Regions from separate parts of the Mus musculus genome. Here region 1 is linked to region 2. Evidence: chromatin contacts called from public HiChIP or PLAC-seq data. All regions are on one chromosome and are shown on one strand. The core of a region is the stretch at or near the end of the contact, and the rest is flanking DNA. Distances in the headings are between cores, read along the strand shown.

Evidence for each region. HiChIP or PLAC-seq counts read pairs in DNA pulled down with a chosen protein or histone mark.
Region 1: a contact with region 2 is called in an H3K27ac HiChIP or PLAC-seq map of epiblast stem cells, with 2.8 times the contacts expected there. The contact joins the promoter of Melk here to the enhancer-like site in region 2. A contact is called at or near these places in 2 of 39 promoter capture datasets (the 3T3-L1 cell line and macrophages), 1 of 15 datasets of contacts at CTCF or cohesin (CD8 T cells), 21 of 484 Hi-C or Micro-C datasets (8-cell embryo, the C2C12 cell line, CD4 T cells and 14 more), 8 of 115 datasets of contacts at active chromatin or transcription factors (CD8 T cells, bone marrow-derived macrophages, differentiating embryonic stem cells and 3 more) and 3 of 9 other capture datasets (adipose tissue, liver and pancreatic islet).

The regions. Positions count from the first base shown.
Region 1 is chr4:44,299,486-44,302,185 of GRCm38.p6, forward strand. It overlaps Melk (maternal embryonic leucine zipper kinase), which reads left to right and starts at 1,432. Exons shown (of 18, transcript NM_010790.2): 1 at 1,432-1,587.
Region 2 is chr4:44,250,787-44,253,605 of GRCm38.p6, forward strand. No RefSeq gene overlaps it. Among named protein-coding and RNA genes, the nearest start is that of Rnf38, 18 kb to the left of the region's middle. Within about 2 kb of position 1,390, at least 24 of the 459 cell types and tissues checked have an H3K27ac peak or open chromatin away from gene starts, as enhancers often do. A contact at or near this core is called in differentiating embryonic stem cells, embryonic stem cells and epiblast stem cells, where this site is marked.

The DNA.
Region 1 (2,700 bases), core at 182-2,681, 49 kb after region 2:
TCACTACAATTTAACTCATGCAACCTATGTAAGTTTTATAATGACCAAGCTCATGACTAGGTATAATAGGGATGCTATGATGAAAAATACTTCTATTGGCATACTGGGTGTTTATGGCGCATTGAATTTTTCTTTCTTTCTTTTTTCTTTTTCTTTTTTTCCAAAAATCATTTCTGTATTTGTTTGCAGGGAGGGGTAAATGAGGAAGTCAGATTTCTGGGGATTGAATTTAGGTTTTCAGGGCTGGTGGCAAGTATCTTTACCCATGAGCCACATTGCTAGCATCTTGATGGGTAGTTAATTTAGTTCCTAAGGTTTTATAACTTATAGCAACAGATTTTAGTAAGAATTATGAGATGCACAGGGAAAAGTGGCACAATGTTAGAGCTCTTGCTTAGAATAGCCAAGGCCAGGGAGAGCCCTCCCATGAACCAGAAGGGGGAAAAAGATCAGGGGAAAGAGGGGTCAATGGGTAATGGCAATTGGTACCAAGTTGACAGCTTGACTTGATTAGTTAGACCCATTAGGTGGCAAGAGAGAACCAACTCTTGAAAGTTGTCCTCTAACTGCCACAGGTGTGAAGTGACACGTGCCCCCCTTCCCACAAGCACGCACTCGAATAAATGAATGTAATGAAAAATTAAGAACATAAAAAACTTAATTATATGAAAACTTTTTTTTTTTGTTTTGTTTTTGTTTTTCGAGACAGGGTTTCTCTGTGTAGTCCTGGCTGTCCTGGAACTCACTCTGTAGACTAGGCTGGCCTCGAACTCAGAAATCTGCCTGCCTCTGCCTCCAAAGTGCTGGGATTAAAATATGAAAACTTAGCAAGTCAATGTCTTCTGGAAAAAATTTCCTTGTCCCTATGAGATATGCACACTGCAGTTAGTAAAGGCAAACTATTAAAAAAAAAAAAGGAAGTGAAGATGAGAGAGGGTTTTGGGTGGTGTGGGGAGCAAGAAGGGAGAATAAAGTGGATATGATCAACATACATTGTATACGTGTATGAAAGTGTCGAAGAATAATGGTATTTTTAAAAAAATAAAAATATTCTTAAAAAAAAAGAAAGAAGGAGGCAAGGCCTTAAGTCTTCAGTCAGTATCTTTTTTTTTTTTTTAAATTAGGTATTTTCTTCATTTACATTTCCAATGCTATCCCAAAAGTCCCCATACCCTCCCCCCCCCACAACTCCCCTACCCTCCCACTCGCACTTCTTGGCCCTGGCGTTCCCATGTACTGAGGCTTAAGTCAGTATCTTAAAGTCTTCACCATCACCGATCCTGAGCATTTGACATCCTACACATTTAGTATCCCATCAAAAGTTTGAGCCTATCTCGCCCCGCCCCACCATCGCTCCGCCCAGTTTTCTCCCGGCCCCGCCCCACCTCCCTGGGACTGGGCTCCCTTGGGCCCCGCCTCTTCCGGCCCGCGAGGTTTGATTCCTTTGGCGGGCGGAAGCTGCTGGAACTTGAATCCTGCAGAAATTCCCACCGACTTGTTCCGGCTTTGCTAGACTCTGCAGCCGGCTGCTTCACCTTCTGTCCTGTTCGGTCCTGTTCGGTCCTTGCTGGGCCCGCTGCCCTTCAGGTCAGTTCTTCCGTCCTCGGGCCGCACTCTGGGCCTCGTGGGGCGTGGCCGGGAGACGGAGTTTCCCTGGGGTTCCACCCATCAGCACTGTTCTCTGTGAGAACGTCTAGGTTTTTCGACCCTGGCTTTCACAGATGGTGGATGGTAGTTTTTTTTTTTTTTTTTTTTTTTTTTTGTCTCGGGTTCTGAGATGTATCTTGCGTCTTGAACTCACTGGTCTCGAACTCACTTTGTAGCCAAAGTGGTCCTTGAATTCTGGATCCTCCTGCCTTACCTTCCTGAGCGCAGGAGATACAGGCGTGAGCGCTCCCCACTCCCCATTCCCCGCTCAGCGGGTAATTGATAAAGTTTGACAGAGCATTTGACGCCCCGGAGGCTCCCATAATGGGAATTTCCAGTTCTGTTTCAGTGCTTTTGACTGTCTGCAAAAGCGATTCAGAGATGGGCTTTGAGGCACTTACACTTTTCAACTCAGTTTTCTGGGGTATTCCAGTTAAAAGAGAAATGTGTGTAACCCCTTTGTAGAGCCCAAATCCTTCCTCACCTTGCACCTCTAAAGCAAGTGGCCCGAGACTCGTATTGTAAGGACGCCCAGAGGCTATAGCAGTAAATGGAGGAGCCAGGTGGCTCCTGCCAAGAAGGGTGTGGAGGGGAGCAGTTCCCTGCTTCTCATCCCAAGGCAGGAGCTCACACTAAGGTGAGGTAGTGAGTGTTCTAGTCTCACCTTAGGTAGATTTCTGTGGTTAATGGAGGAGGAGGAAGAGAGGGTTTCAGAGGGGTCTGAAACGTTGGCTAGAGAATTTAGTCCCAACTTTTGTTCATGTTTTGGCTTCTGTTTCTTCTTAAACACCTTCGTGGAAACAGTGGCTCTGTCCCTTTTATCTATTATGAACCAACTAGATGGACAGGTTAGTCCCTAAATGCTTTTGGGAATGAATGCCTCTATTGCTGCTCTCAGAAATCTCCGCAAAGGAGCAGAAGGGTGCCGCCACTCAACTGTATTCTAAGGCCAGGTTGTAAGCCATTCTGCACTCTCATCTGAAATGACCAGATCAGTGTCAATGAGCACGAGAGGCAAGTTAATGTGTTTTGTAGTAAGTGATAGCATGGCTC
Region 2 (2,819 bases), core at 140-2,639:
TATTAAAAGCTTCAGTGGTTTATAATTACCAGTGAATAATTTGTACCCCACCTTCGGCCTGATATTGCATACCAGTTATTCCTACTGGGTTGGCTACTAACACAGAGTGCTTACATTCAAGTTGAGGGCCTCCCCCTAGACCCAGCTTCAGGATCAACAAGACTGGAATGAACTTACCAACCTATCTTTAACTGAACCAAAAAAACCAAAACAAAACAAAACAAAAAAAAAGGTCAAAAATTGACTTTTAATGATGTTTTATCACTGTATCTATTTAGCACACATTCTGTATAGTTTTACCATACTCTGCTGTTTTTTTTTTTCCTTAAAATATAATTTACTTGTTAAAAAAAAAAGAGCATAATCCTTTCTCAAAAAAAGTGCATGGGCTGGAGAGATGGCTCAGCGGTTAAGAGCACTGACTGCTCTTCCCAAGGTCCTGAGTTCAATTCCCAGCAACCACATGGTGGCTCACAACCATCTGTACTGAGGTCTGATGCCCTCTTCTGGTGTGTCTGAAGACAGTGACAGTGTACACATATAAAAACAACAACAACAAAAGTGCACAATAATTAAATTTGGCTCAATGAATTGTGTTATTATTGTTTTTATTTTTACATTTATTTGCTTGGTGTGTGTGTGTGTGTGTGTTTACACGCAAGCATGTGCCTCAGCACTTGTATGGAGGTCAGGGGACAACCTGCAGGAGTTGGTTATCTCTCTGCCATGTGGGCCCCAGGGACTGAACTCAGGTTGTGAGCTTCGGCATCTAAGCAGCTCAGCATCCCTGGTTGTTGTTTTGAGGCAAGGTGTCGCTCTGTACAGCCCAGACTTGCCTGGAACCCATATGCATCTCAGGCTGGCCTCAAACTTAAAGCAATCCTCCTGTCTCAGCCCTTCAAGTGCTAAGATTATAGGTGTGAGTCACCACTGCCAGCTCTCACTCTGGTGAATTTTTATGTATGTCCTACTTGTGTAACAGACGCCCAGATCAAAATATAGCTGTGCCATCTCTCTGGAGATGTTCTTCTTCCCTCGCCTCTCCAGCCCTAGCTACTCTTTGAAGGCAGCCCTTATCTGATTCCTAGCATCAGAGATGGACGGTCACCTCTTTGGGGTAACATACTAGTGAGACACACAGTGTCTCTCTACTGTCTGTTGCCATAACCTACCCATGTTGGGGTGCATAGCAGTTGTTTGGTCTTTACCAGACTGGAAGTGCTGAGTCACAGGGTATACACATATTTAGCTATAAGGATCCTGTCAGGCAGCTGTCCACTCGTAAGAAAGTTCTCCTTGCTTCCCAGCTGCAAACCCTCCACACCATCAGACCCTTTCATTTCAGCCACTGTGGGGCTTACTGACTTTGCTGTGACCCCTTGGTTCCATGGTCCCCATCTGCTCAGTCCTCTGTTATGAAAGCACACCCCACCCCCGAGACACACACACACACACACACACACACCACAGTGCATCTGAATGCCTAACCACTCTTTCCGCATTTTCCTTCCTGGGACAGAACCCTATCCTTCCCTGACCCCAACCCCTGATCAAATCCCAGCATGCATCACAAACAAATCCAGTCTCTGCCTCAGGTGAGACCTGTTTCCAGCAGAGACTAAGCCCTGATGTGACTCTTAGCTGTCCTCTTAGCCCACCACACACTGAGTCCTAATCACAGCGTGACCCCGCCCCCAATTCCAGCCTCGGACCTCCACAAGTCGCAAGACTGAACGCCCTTCTTTTAGATGGTGATTTAAGTTGACCTAATCTGAACTCCTTACAGAAAACACAAAAGGGCCAAGCGCACTGTCCAAAATTATTAGGAAATGTAAAATTGCAATAAAATGTGCCAAGAATCCATCGCAAAAGTGTCTCCTTGATGTACTTCAGACGCTCATTGGGACTGAATCTTCCTAAGTTAGAGAAAGAAACTAGGATCAACCCCACTCTGATATGTAATAAAGGAACAGGCTGGGGGTGGAAGTGGGGGTGTGCATCCTAAGAAAGACGGGAGCTAAGCTAGTCCTGCAGATGGTGGAAGAAGGAGAGTAACCTTCCTCCCCGTGCTCACAAGATGGCAGGTTTATTTTAACAATGTTTCTAACAGTTTGAGAAATGGATTTAGAGAGCCCAGAGGGAAGCCTCTGATTGGGGAGCCTCTGTCCATGATGGCTTCTTTTTTTTTTTTTTTTTTTTTTTTTAACAATGGTATTTGACTCATTAAATTCTGATCGTAGTGTGTTTACACCCCCACCTTCCCCACCCCCACCCTCACCAGCAGCACCACCCCCTCCCCCTGCAGTGGCTGCGGGACAGGAATTCAGAGACTTCTAAGAGGAAGAGCCCTTTGGGTTGTTTGCTCTGTCGCCTAATCAGCTGCAAGCTGAGAATGTCGTCTTCACTTGGTTGCATGTCCTTGAGAAAAAAAACGTGCTTTTCCTCTTTAACACCGGGAGGAGTGACCTGGTAAGTACCCTGTCCTCTGAAGGCTAGAGGAGCTGGGGACATCATAGAGATGCATTCTCTCTCTCTCTCTCTCTCTCTCTCTCTCTCCTCCCCCCACCCCCCACCCTGGGACCAAAAGTCCTGGTTAGTGTAAGATTGCGATTTCCAAATTCCTAAACATTAACCGGGTGAAACAACATGTAGGATGAAGTCACGTGACCATGGAAAGGACACTGGGGTTTGTGACAGGAGACCAGGACAGTTCTGCCACCACTAGCCTTTACAACCCCCCACCCGCCTTCTATCTCTAGATCTCCTCCAGGTCTCTAGTGACAGCAATACAGTGCACTTTGTGATTGGGTCTTTTATAG